3 separate regions of the Mus musculus genome follow, and regions 1 and 2 are each linked to region 3. Evidence: chromatin contacts called from public Micro-C and promoter capture Hi-C data. All regions are on one chromosome and are shown on one strand. The core of a region is the stretch at or near the end of the contact, and the rest is flanking DNA. Distances in the headings are between cores, read along the strand shown.

The links. Hi-C and Micro-C count contacts between places; a contact is called where the count stands out from the background. Capture Hi-C pulls out chosen DNA fragments and counts their contacts.
Region 1: a Micro-C map of embryonic stem cells shows a contact between it and region 3, with 2.7 times the contacts expected there. The contact joins the promoter of Rab40b here to the promoter of Foxk2 in region 3. A contact is called at or near these places in 2 of 39 promoter capture datasets (cranial neural crest and maxillary cranial neural crest), 3 of 484 Hi-C or Micro-C datasets (all in embryonic stem cells), 1 of 115 datasets of contacts at active chromatin or transcription factors (embryonic stem cells) and 2 of 9 other capture datasets (adipose tissue and pancreatic islet).
Region 2: a promoter capture Hi-C map of adipose tissue shows a contact between it and region 3. The contact joins the promoter of Fn3k here to the promoter of Foxk2 in region 3. A contact is called at or near these places in 10 of 39 promoter capture datasets (3T3-L1-derived adipocytes, the HPC-7 cell line, cranial neural crest and 7 more), 4 of 484 Hi-C or Micro-C datasets (cortical neurons, embryonic stem cells and muscle stem cells), 4 of 115 datasets of contacts at active chromatin or transcription factors (the SCID.adh cell line, bone marrow-derived macrophages, embryonic stem cells and 1 more) and 2 of 9 other capture datasets (adipose tissue and pancreatic islet).

What each region holds. Positions count from the first base shown.
Region 1 is chr11:121,385,778-121,390,090 of GRCm38.p6, reverse strand. Rab40b (Rab40B, member RAS oncogene family) reads left to right here and starts at 1,840. Exons shown (of 6, transcript NM_139147.3): 1 at 1,840-2,093. The coding sequence starts at 1,949. It overlaps Mir7236 (microRNA 7236), which reads left to right and starts at 2,887; the gene lies at 2,887-2,946.
Region 2 is chr11:121,432,463-121,436,848 of GRCm38.p6, reverse strand. It overlaps Fn3k (fructosamine 3 kinase), which reads right to left and starts at 1,896. Exons shown (of 6, transcript NM_022014.4): 1 at 1,720-1,896. The coding sequence starts at 1,860.
Region 3 is chr11:121,258,310-121,262,624 of GRCm38.p6, reverse strand. It overlaps Foxk2 (forkhead box K2), which reads right to left and starts at 2,638. Exons shown (of 9, transcript NM_001080932.3): 1 at 2,103-2,638. The coding sequence starts at 2,494.

The DNA of each region.
Region 1 (4,313 bases), core at 591-3,090, 130 kb before region 3:
TAATGCTGAAGACCTGGAAGATTCCTAGAAAGCTACCAGTATTCAGTCCTCACAGGAAGCTGGAGTGTGATGGATAGCAGTGGAGGTGGCTATGGCAACAATGTATACAGTTGAGATGAAAGAAAGGCAGTCAGTTGATACTGCTTCTCCTTGTACCTCTTAATGTCTGTACATCTTCATGTAAGATGGCAGCTACTTAATCTTTTCTCCCTCAATGCTCTCTGGAAACACCCTCACAGACATGCCAAGGAGTGTGATTCTTAGGTGATTTCAGATCCTACCACGTTGAGGAGATTACCAATCACAGGATTACAGGCAAGCCATCACACTGGCTAAACTCTTACCTCAAATGCTGTCATCCCACATGGATGACAATGATAGGCTGGTGAGATATGAGTTGTGACAGAAAAAGGCAAAAGTAGAATTTATCTAATACACTCTAGTGCAGCTTTAGTTGGCAAATCAATAGGGAAAGGCTGTCTGGACTCAGACATTCTAAAGCGCTCTCTCTAAGGAAGGTTTTTCTGTGTGGGCGATTGTTGCCATGTCATGGTCCTCTGAAATAATTACAGCTCAGGTATTCTTGGTTAGCAACAGTGTAATCTTGAGTCAAAGATAGTATTCTGAGTCAAAAATGGCTCAGCGAGACCATCCATTCTAGCTGGGTAGTGGTGGCCGATGTCTTTAATACCACACTCAGGAGGCAGAGGCAGGCAGATCTCAAGACCAGCCTGATCTACAAAGCCAGTTTCAGGACAGAAAGGGCTACTCAGGGAAACCCTGTCTCGAAAAACCCTATCTCAATTACCTATTCTAGACTGGCAGCCATATCTTGTAATTAGAGCTTATTATAGTCAACTCTTTGAAAGGATAGTGTTCCTGCAGGGAGGCAGCGGTCACCTTGCTCCAAGACCAGCCTGTTCTGAGCCAAACCGGCCTTGTCCTGAATCACAGCACAGCTGTGGCGCTTAGAACAATGTTCACAAATGCTTTCGTAATTTTCATCCACTGCTTTTTCTTTTCCATCCGGAAATGTATCCTTCTTAACAGAGAGGAGGCACGATTGCAAGAGGTGCTTCCACTTCAGGTTGTATAAAGATGTAGGTAGCGGGGATGCTAAACTATGATTACTCTAAATAACTTAGTTCCCACTGGTGAGGTGCTCCTGAACAGAGAGCAGATTCACTGCTCCCTTGGGGTAAAAGAGATCAGAGACAGACAGGTCCCCGTCATGTGCTCTCTGACAACAACCTCACAGGCACACGATGCACACACACACACACACACTCACACTGACATGCATGGACAGAAACCCGTGGAGACCTCGAGGCACCCACTAGCAGACACCTTTAGAGGTGCACTTGTCCATGTGTCCACTTGGTGCTGAAACTCACAACTACCTGTAACTTTAGTTACATCTGATGCCTACATGAACACATGAACATGCTAAGCTCTCACGCTAGCATTCAAAGCTCTGTGGAGCTGTGGGACAAATTCTCGTTTCCAGGCAGGGATTCAACACTTCCCACACCAATCTGGAGCCAACTCCTGTTACGCACTGATACAGGGGAGGGAGTAAACACTGACCACGCCCCTCCTCTCTATGCCATTCTTCCATTGGTTTGCAGGAGCAAACCTCTCCCCCCCCCTTCGGTTTCTTCTGGCTCGGCCTTCGGACCTCCATTGGCTTAGGCAACAAGTCCTCCCAGGAGAGGCGGTGGGCGTGGTGCGGAGGCGTAAAGAAATAGATGGGCGAGCTTGCTAACCAATGAGCATGTGTATATACCTCAGCAACTGAGGCTCGCCAATGGCAAGGTAAGGTGGGCGGGGCTCTTCAGCTGTCAAGCTCCCCCGACCGGTGGAGCGTTCGAGGGGCCCGCGGCGCTCGGGGACCCTCCGCCGCCTGCGCGCAGCCTTGGGCCGGTATGGGCGGGGTGGCTGGGCCGGCATGATGAGCTCCCTGGGCAGCCCGGTGCGGGCCTACGATTTTCTACTTAAGTTCCTGTTGGTGGGCGACAGCGACGTGGGCAAGGGAGAGATCCTGGCCAGCTTGCAGGACGGAGCAGCCGAGTCTCCTTACGGCCACCCGGCGGGTGAGCGCGGCTGCAGCACCCGGAGGCGCAGCGCTGGGGTGTCGGTGCGAGCGGCCTCTCCAGCGTGGGTCCCGGGAGCGGCTGGGCAGGGCTAGGAACCGCATGCTGGGGAAGACTGCGCTCTGTGGACGGAGTCCGCAAAGCAGCTCAGGGTGGTCGTCGAGGGACATCGCAGGTGCTAGCTACGTGTTCGGAGAAGTGTGTGGGATTACAGGAGGCGTGGGCAGAGAGACAGCGGTCCACGGAGCTGAGGTCTGAGACCACAGTCTCTGAGGCTATGACCTTTTGGTGCGTGGAACTGCAAGCAGAGAGTAGCAAGACTAGACTCCAGCCTTTGATTCCAAGCACTAAGCTCTGTGTCCTAGTGGACAGGACTTCCAAGAGGAGGAAGAGGAATCTAAGTGACCCTGTAGAATTGGCTAGGGTGTAGGAAGGAACCCAACTAAGAGACTGGAGTCCAGGAGACTGGACACGGGTGAGACCAGAGCGTCTCAGGCTCCAGGGCAGTGAGCAGTGAGTGTCCTAGAAGCCTGAAGTTTAAGATCTTGCACCCCAGAGGAAGGAGACAGAGTGGCAGAATCCTGAGCAGAACATCCAAGAATAGTCACGTAGTGATCCATCCCTTTGACTGTGGCTGTGCACAGACTTCAGTGAATGCCTATTGTGTTGTTGTGGGGGTTTCAACACACCTTTCTAATACAGACCCTGCCCTGAGGCCTGCCACCCTCTGTTCTTTGGGCTTGCAGACTGCTTCCTGCATCTCCAGCCCCCTGGCAATGCCACAAGGCAAGGCCCTAAAACTGTGTGGTCCAATGCCATTTAACTACCAGGTTGGACCGCACAGATTTAGACCTTTCCTTTAGGACAAAGCTCTGTTGGACAGCATTACTGCGAGAACAAGGGCGTGACTGAAGACAGGGCTGTCTTCAGGTCCTGGTGCTCAATGAAACACCCAGGCTTCAGCAGAGGCAAAAGAGTAAAACGTTTAACAAGCCCCCAAAGGGGACGTGAGTCCCACAGTAAATGACTGATGTGGGCAGAGAGAAAGATGTGGATGACATGTGAGCAGACTTGCTGCTGGTTGGCTTGAGCAAGGCCCACTGCACTTCTGTTGCTTTTGTCTGTTTTCTGTTGTCAACATGGTCTAAGAGATTGAGGAGAATTGATGCCGTAGTTGTGGCCATTGTGGCTTTTTGATTTACTACATATTTCTCTTAGGGCTAAGAAAAGAGCATGGGAAGAGCAAGCCAGGTATGGCAGCTCACACCTGTAATCCCAGCATTCAAGAAGCAGGGGGGTGGGGGTGGGGAATTGCCATGAGTTTGAGGCCAGTCTGTGCTACAGTATGAGACCCTGTCTGGGGAAAAAAAAACAAAACAAAATGGGAGGGAGTAAATTAGGGAGGGGAGATAAAAAAAAAAGCAGGAAAATAAACAAGTAGGGGTGAGGTAAACGTTATGAAGCTTGGGTCATTATTTTGTTATAAAGACATTCTCTCAGTCTCTGAGTGTCTCTCTCAGTGCTCTGGCAGTGGAAGATGCGGTCTTCCCGGCTTCATGCTCCACTCTCGGTTTCATGCTCCACTCTCTTCTTCCATGTCCGGGTTTTGTAGCCCACTTTGCAATTTCCATACTTCAGAGGTTTGGAACGCTCAGTTTCATTTTGTAGATCTAATACCGGTGCTCAGTATTCATGCAGTATTTAAATGAATTCAGAGCCAGGCATTGGTGGCAGCACGCCTTTAATCCCAGCACTCGGGAGGCAGAGGCAGGCGGATCTCTGAGTTCAAGGCCAGTCTGGTCTACAGATTGAGTTCCAGGACAGCCAGGGCTACACAGAGAAACCCTGTCTCAGAAAAAAAAAAATGAGTTCAGTGTTGGCTAACTCTTAACTATAGCTACTCCTGAGTTTAAAACCTTCTGAGTTGCTTGTGCTGAGACTATGTTGTCTGTCTTTGGCTGCACACAGTGTTCTTAGACTGTCCTGCTCTTTCCCCTCAATACCTGGTAACTTGTTCACAGTCTTTCTGGTATCTGATGTTGTTATGGTGAAAACATCATGCCAACTGATTTTCTAAATGGGAGATTTGCCTTTCTTTAGGAATTTTTGAAGACCGTTTTTCTTTGCCTTACCTTGCTTAATCAGGCCATGACTCAAAATTTTTGATATGTGTGTATTTTGAATTCTAGATAAAAAAAATTCCTTTCTTAATTTCAGAGG
Region 2 (4,386 bases), core at 647-3,146, 170 kb before region 3:
AGAAATTACCTGGGATCACATTTGAGTCAGAGAAGGCAGAGTGGTGAGGTTAGAAGAGCCTGGCTCCATTCTAGCAAGGACTAGAGAAGCTAGTATACCCAGCTTGTCCACAGGCCTTTTCTGGGATGCAGAGGCTTGTTTCTAAGTGACTTAGAAATACCCCCACTTATTTTTAGCAAACTTTCATATTGTTCACTATACCTTGGTTAAAAACATGCATTTTATTTACTTATTTATTTGTGGTGCTGGGAGGCTCAACCCAGGAGACTGTCCACACTAGGCAAATGCTCTACAATGAATGACATCCTCAGCCCCCCCCCCCATGCATTTATTCATGGGGTTTGTGAACACTTCTACATATAGAATCATACATTTGTAAAAATTAAAAAGTAGATGACTGTGGGTAAAAGCATTCAAGCCTGATCACCCAGCTTTGATCTCCAAAAATCCAGATGTGGTAGTGTGTTCCAGATGTGGTGGTGTGCATCTGTAATCCCAGCCCTCCTACCACATGATGGGAGACAAACAGTCAGCTGGAGTCTTTCAGGCCAGCTAGCCTAGAACAGGCCGTGTGGCAGCAGAAACAAGAAAAACCTTGCCACAAAATAAGGCCGAAGGACAGAACCAACTCCCCAAAAGTTATCCACTGACTTCTACGCACGTCATGAATATGCAAACCAGAGCTTTCACACACACACACACATACATACATACACACAAAATAAATTGGATATCGTTGATTAAAAGTGAAACTTGAAGCCAAAACATTTATTATCACACATGTAAACCATTCTTCCCCCTTAATCCCCTTTCAAGGGGAAAAGTCAGACAGGTACACTCAAATCGCCAACCTGCACTTGGGACAAAGAGGCATGTGCTGAGCAGCCTGTTGTGGAAGGGCATTTGCAAACTTCAGCCATGCTTCCAGGGTAAACCTCCAAACCAGGCCAACGCTGCACAGAAAGCAGGGAGGTGCTACCTTCACCGTCTCTAATGATACCAGGAGCATCCTAGATACTATAACCACTATCCAGAACTACTCCCCACAGAGTCCAGAACCTCTGGAGTCCTCCCCCCACAGAAGGGGAGCACCATGCTGTGCCAGCACAGCTTGCTCTCAGGGACTCTAGCTAACAGTCCTCAGTTGTCTTACAGTTTTCCATGCATTCTTTTGTTGTTGTTAGTTTGTTTTTGTTTTTGAGCCAGCTTCTCCTCATGTAGCCCAGGCTGACATGGAACTCACCATCCTCCTGTCTCAGCCTCCTAAGTACCAGAGTGATAGGGTTTAGATGTATGCCTGGCTCCATACATTCTTAAACGGGGATATCTTAAACGTCCTAGAAACCAACAGAGCCTTTGAGAACGATGGTGCTAACCTAGCCCTGGGAATCCTGTCTCTCTTCACCTGCTGGGAAAATGCAGGAGCTGAGGTCAGAGCAGAGACCAGACATGGGCAGAAGCAGCTTACCGCTAAGACTCACCTCCCCCATGGTCAGTGATTACAGAAAATTTAAAGCCCCTGTGTGGGAGCAAAAGCAAGAAAATAATCATGCAGCAAAGAGAAACCCTCTGGTCCCAAGAAGCTGCCTGCATGCAAGTGCTGGTTGACCCCTCAGCAGAGCGTTGGGTACGCCAGGTCTAGTTCCTCCACCACTTCTCAGAATCCTGCATTCCTCTTTCCCCTTCCTAGACTTTATCCTTGTATACCGGGCAGCGCACCTGTGTCCTGCGATTGACCTTGACAAACACGGGGCCACTGTCAGTGTAGTAGGCATAGCCCTCGCTGATGCAGCCCCCTCCGGAGCTCCCAAAGGCCCGCAGTGTTGTGGTGTGAAGCTGGGCGCGCAGCAGCTGCTCCATGGAGAGTTGAGGTGCAGAATGCGGTCAGGTGACGCAGAGGAGGGGGAGTCGGGGACCAGAAGGGAACACGCGCGGAGGGCGGATCAGGGGGCGGGGCGTAGCGCTGTCACAACATTGTCTGACACAGGCTTGCTGGCTCCTAGCTACCTCCGGTGCATGCTATCCCTGCATGCTCTTGGGCACCAGAGCTAGGGTGGGAGGGGGAAGAGAGCGAGGAATTTCTCTCTCCAAGGCGATTTCCACCCGGGGCTGCTGTGGGAGAAGGAGGGATGCAAAAGCTCTCGATACCCTCATTACTAAGCTCATTTCAGAATTTCTCCTCCAACAACACACCCTATAGAAACAGAACCCAGACCGGGTGGCGGGTGTTCTGTAAAGCCACGAGACAGAAAGGGAGTGTCCTCACAGAATGCACGTGAAGTCCCAGAACATCTGCACCCACCTGGGGTCTACCCTGGGCACCGTGCTCTCTGCATAACTGGGAGAATCAGGAAAGAGCGCAGAAAGATTTGGGTCAGGGCTTCTTTATCCTTGCAACACAAGGCATAGCCTAGAGACTTAGATATCCCATGGAGAAGATCTCACTGTCCAGATAAGGGTGGAGTCCTAGCCATGGGGGTGCCCTGGCTAGGCCCTAGTGGCACCTCTTAATGCCACAGGGCTGAGTGATAGAGGCTACTGTGGGAGGTGTGATAGCAGCAGCCTACTCCACCCAGGGTAGGTGGAACTCTGGATTTCAGACAGCCATGATAGGAAAGCAGCAGACATATATGCTCATGGATGCATGGGCACACACACACATACATATAAGAACACATCCACAGACTGATATAAGAGACAGCCTGTGCTAACCCTTCAGTGTTTTAGGAGAGGTTGCCTCAGATGGCAGCTCCCACCATGAGCTGCTGGTCCCTCTCTTGTACTGCAATGTCCCCAGCTGACTATAAAGGGACTAGGAAGATTAGTGGGTGGATAGATCCATTGCTGAGCTTTGAGTATGTGCCAGGGCACAAGTGAATGTCAGCTACATTCACAAATATCCTGAGAGGATGCTATAATTAGCTCCTGCCTTCTCTATGACAAAACTAAAGTATAGAGGAGTTAACTTGCCTGGGTCCCAGTGCTGAGACATAGCTCATAACATATGAAACCAAGTCTGGTTTTGGGCTCCATCCTATGAATTCTAGTCTCAGGCCCTAGCGGGATAAGACTCTTCCCAGCATGTGTCAAGAAGACCTGGCTGCACTGTGCTGCTCAATGTTTTTCTCATGGCCTGCCAGCTGACAGTTCTACAGCTGTTCCTTTATCGACCAGCCTCACACTAAGATGACGCCCAAAGCACATGAAGAGATAACATTTGCATGGGTTTTCGGTAGGCATAGCCCTCATTGAGGAGCCTATCTTAGGAGCTCTGTCATACCTCAGAGGGGCAAAGCCTGTCAGTGCTGGCCATCCCCAGGGTCCTTGTGACCTGTCATGGGCTCAGACTGAGACTGGGTTCCCTAGAGGCTCTTGAATAACTCCTGCATCTGGCAGCTATGTGGGATGATTGGAACCTGGGCACACACTCAGGCAAGGAACATTGACTGATATGGCCTCCTAATGTGGCTTGATCATTCCTAATCATGGTAGCCAGAGTGGCGGACTGCAGAGCCAGGGTTCTACCCCAACGACCTTTTCTAACCTGATTCTAAAGCCAAGTGCAGTGTCCGTGTCTTCCCTCTGTGCGGAGTCTTACACAACTCCAGGGACTGACCTAATTAGGGTAGTGAGGGAATGAAGGAAAAAACACACATGAACACACAGAAAAGCCGGGAAGGATGTCTGATGGAGAAGTTTCAAGATCCCAGAACATCAGTGTGTTTATTATTTACAGCTGAACGAGTAGGCAGGGTTGTGGTATGCAGCTAAATCAAGAGGGCGGGCTTAACTGATCTCAGTAGGAGCAGTCCCTGCGGGGATCAGTCTTCAGGCAGTAATATCTGTGAGGAAAGGAGTACAGTGGCCATTTTCTGCAGGCAGCATTGACTTCCCACTCAGATCAGAGGAAAGCTTTGTTAACTCTCTGCGTCCTCATGGATTTGGAGTCGATCTCGCAGGCTTATGTCAAACACAAACACACTCTGGCCTTCTTTGCTCCCCTCACTACTGGTTATGATTCTTCAAGGCCATGCTAAGTAAATGGACTTGACAGCATGGAAATGTCACTGCAAAGAACGGGCAGGACAGCCATCTATACGAAATGTGACTGGTGTCTCCATTTGGGGCCCTTCCTACCACTGCACCTGAACACGAAGCATTAGCACTCCATTCAGAAACTTCTTTGTAAGTGCTTGGCAAACTGACTATGGATGGGATCTCAGGTTGGTCAGACCATTCTCATTCAGACTAAGAAGGCTCCATTGCTTGCCAACTTAAGTGTTGGGAGGTTTGAGGCATGTGGGTTCTTTGTAGGTTCTGCCTTCTCTCTGGTGGGTTCTTACCTATTGTGTGTAACTGGTGTGTAAAAAGTCCCGGGGATGTATT
Region 3 (4,315 bases), core at 1,389-3,888:
GGCTCCCAGCACCTATGTCCGATGGCTCGTAACAACCTTTAACTTAGCTACCGAGGGATCCTCTGACGGCTCCTACCTCACGTGTACACGCCAACACAGACACATACTCACAAGTTTTAATCTAAGTTTTTAATTTAATTTGAAATTTAAAAATAACAATAAAAAATAGCTTGTAGGCCAGCAAGACAAATTACTGGTAAGGGCCCATGCTGCCACATCTGATGATCTGAGTCTGACACCCAGGACCCACACAGCGGAAAGAACTGACTCCAGCAAGTTGTCCTCTGGCCTCCATTGTGCTGTAGCAAATGCAAGCAAGGCACAGATATAAACAAAATGAACTTTCTACGTAGAGCAGGCTGTCCTTGAACTCAGAGATCCACCTGCCTCTGCCTCTTAAGTACTGGAATTAAAGGTGTGTACCACTACACCTGGCAATAAATGTCATTTTAAATTTATTCTATTTCATGTGTATGAGTATTTGCCCACACATATGTTTGTGTACTATGTGCATGACTGGTGACCACAGCATTCAAAGAGGGTATCTGATGCCTAGAGCTATAGTTACAAATAGTTTTGAGTGGTAATGCTAAGAACTGACGCTAAGTCCTCTGCAAGAGCAACAAGTGCTATTAACCAGAGACTGTTAATATTTTTAAATAAATAAACAAACAAACAAATAAATGAACTTTGTAGCCAAGCACAGTGGTGCATGCTGGGACACCCTCCCAAAGCTAAGAAATATGGAGTACAGACACATCAAACCTAAGTTAACACAGCTCTTGCTATTATCTCCAAAAACTGAAAGCAATTAAAAAACCTTCAGTCTGTGGCAAAAGCTCTACTAGCACTGATCTAGAGAGGGACCCTGAGGAATACTTAGCATTTCCTGGAAAGCAAAGTTGTTTTTCAAGCACAATAAACAGTAAGTTTATCCAACCACAGAACCAAATTGAAATTGTTTTGTGCTGTGATTGACAGTTCCCTATGAGGCTTCCTTGTAATAATTTTGTAATTATTCTACACAATCTTGTAATAATTCCTTAAAAACCAAACACCCTTTGTTCTGTTTTTTTGTTGTTGTTGTTGTTGTTTTATGAGACGACGTCTCAGCATGCAACCCAAACTATTCTAGAGTTTACTCCACAGTCTAACCTACCCTGGAACTCAAATTTCTACTGTCTCAGCCTCTAGGGTGCTGGGATTACAGGTTGAATACACTCCACCTGGCTAAAAATGCTTTTTAAAGATTACTTGGTTGAAATTAGTATCCAGTTTTCCCAGATTTCTAAGGTTCTGGACAGACAGGCTTCTAATCCTTCATGTTTGGGAGTTTTCAGTTTTTAGGCTACAAAAACACTGGGGAAAGAGAATTGTTAGGCTTAAGACGCTACCTCCAAAATATCTTGCTACTGAAACGTGAATTTAAAAAAAAAAAAAAAAAAAAAAAAAAGGTACCAGGTATCTACCCTTCATTTTAGATAGTTCTCCACCACACACATCTTAGCATCTCCCTTGGGTGCCTCCTCCCTGATGGTTAGGCACAGAGCACCCATAAAACTTCCACCCACCAACGCTGGTGATGATGGCAGGGAGGGCTGAGGGTTGATGGCAGAAATGATGGTCTGTGTTCTGAGAGTCCCATGTCAGACTGGACAAAGGGCCGTGGGTTAGAATACCAGTGCAGGGGACCTGGCAGTAGGAGGGCAGACAGGAGTGGGCCAGCATGTTAAATACTCCGGGTGGAGCGCTGGGGGGCTGTGATCCCAGTGATGGTCGTGGGCATTAAACTAGGGTAGGTCAGAATCAGTCAGGTCTTGGTTATGGGCAGTGAATGGGTCCTGGTGGTGAGTCTAGCCTTCCTTGCTCCCGGATAGCGGATCAGGATCCCTCCCTGATGGGGACCAGGTCTTGTCCAGGGTCTGACCCTGCTCATGGGTAGCTGACGTGGGTCTTCTGCGTCCTGCCTGATGATGGGCAGTGGGTCTGAGTGCGGGTCCCGCCCCTCCCCGGGGGTGGCTGCTGTGGGTCAGGGTCCCTCCCTGCTCTTGGGTAGCCACCGTGGGTCAGGTCCAGGACACTGCCCCCCTCCCGCCACTCACACGCGCGGCAGCTGCAGCGGCGGCGCCCCCCGCCGCTGGAACACCCCGTCCACGAACACGCCGTTCTTGCCGAGACAGCGCAGGTAGAAGTCGCCGCCCGCGTCCGGCCGGGGCTGCGCGGGTTCCGGGGCGGCCGCGCTATGGCCGCCGCCCGGGGGCGTGAAGATCTCCAGGTGGCGCCGCGAGATGAAGCTCGAGTGGCCCATGCTCACATCTACCGAGCCCTGCGATGAGTTGCGGCCGATGGTCACCGACCGCTTCTTCATGAGGTACTCGAACTCGCGGCCTTCGAGCCGCGCCACGGCCCAGCCGCCCGGCGGGGATCCGCCGCCCCCGGCCCCGCCGCCCGCGGGAGGGGCGCCCGCGCCCGAGAGCGCCGCCGCGGCCGCCATCGCCTGCGAGGCCTGGCCGATCCGCGCGGGCGCCCTAGCGGGCCGAGGCCCGGGCGCGGTCGTGGGCCGCGCGAGCCGAGCACGGTCGCGGAGACCGCCGGCCGGCGAGGAGAGCTGCGAGGGCGGGAGCTCGCACGGCCGCGCGCCGGCCCTACGACGGACGGGCACGCCGACCAATGGGCGCGGCGCACGCAGTGGGGCTACCGAGGCCGGCCAATGGGGAGCCGCGCCGCCGAGCGCCCGCACGTCCGGCGTCGTCGCGCGACGCAGGTTGGCCGCGGCGGCGCGGAAAACCCGGGGCGGAGTGAGGAGTTGGCGTGGGGCCGCGCGCGTTCGCGGACTGAGCGGGGGTCCAAGGTCACGACGGGCGCGAGTGCGCCCCGGGAGCCGCTGGCCCCTCTCACACTCCGCCCTAGGTTGCGTAGAGTCAGGCGCGCTGCTCGGGAACCTGCCGCATCGACCCGTATGTCACAGGGATGTGACAGAAATTACCCCAGTATGCATAGAGTTCTGCACTCAGTAATTCATACCAAGGACTGCAAATCTGAGCTTTATTCCAATCTGTGTATGTGTGATAGAGAGATCCCATCTCTCCCATTAAAAAAGAAACCACAACGCGGGCCCGTGGGAGGAGCAGAGCTATGCAGATCGAGCAGGCTGTGAGGGGCTCCAGAAGCCGGTGCCAACATAGAGGTGAAGCTGAGACCCCTAGTTTCTTCCCCAGGAACGAAGGGCAGTGGATGCACCTGCTTTAGCTCTGGTAAGAGAGGCACGTGGTCATAAAGAACGTCACACCAATATGGTGGCCCCTGGGTGCAGGCGATGGGACGCAGTGTTCTCTCACTGATGCACAAAAGGAGTTCATTCAGGTCAGGGAGAGTGGAAAGGTTGAGAGTCTGGACTTAAGCTGCATAGGATAAAGTGGACATTCTAGCCAAGAGCTTCTAAACAGAGGCCCCAGACTAGAGGCATGGGAACATTTTGCGTTCTAATTCATTCTATGTCTAAACTTGCAATACATTTAATGGGAAACAGTCTTTATAACATTTACATATCTTATTTGACATATGTGTCTGTAATTACGGGATAAATTCCTAAGGGTTCAAAATGCTTTGTACTATAAATATGGCAAAGAGCCATTTCATTAAATATTAATTTGAGGCATTGTAGGTGATGTACAGAAAACTATGGAAATGATAACTAGGTGAGTATCTAGACAAACACAGTTCAAGGACAAAGGGTGTCAAGAACAAGAAATGCCCTCCCATTACTGTTGACACCGTTGTGTTGTCCTGCGCACTGCCTAGGGCAGGTTTGAGGCTCTGCCATGTGACTCTAGCATCTATCTATAACATGGCTAGATCTAACTTTTTACACCTAGCTATCCAGGTATGTAAAGTAAGCATACAAATCCAACACTTATGTTGCTTTGTTTGGCTTTTGTGGCTGGTTTTGGTGTTTTCTGTGGGGAGGGAAAGACGATCAGTCATATATAACCCTGGCTGGCCTGGAGCTTACTATATAGGCCAAGATCACCTCGAACTCATAGAGAGCCACCCACCTCTGCCTCCCAAGGGATGGGAGTAGAGGAATGAGCCACCATATCTGGCCAAACCAAACACTTATAAAGATATTTATTTTAAAGCACTTCTTCAATGTACATGTAAACTTAAGCATTTATTACAGATGAGAACGCCGCTGTATTCTAATAGGATATATGTGCTTATCTGTTCCTGTGTATGTATCCCACTGTGGGCCATGCAGCACCAGGGACTGATGTCAGGATGTCCTCTTCAAGGACAGGGTCTTTCAATGAACCTG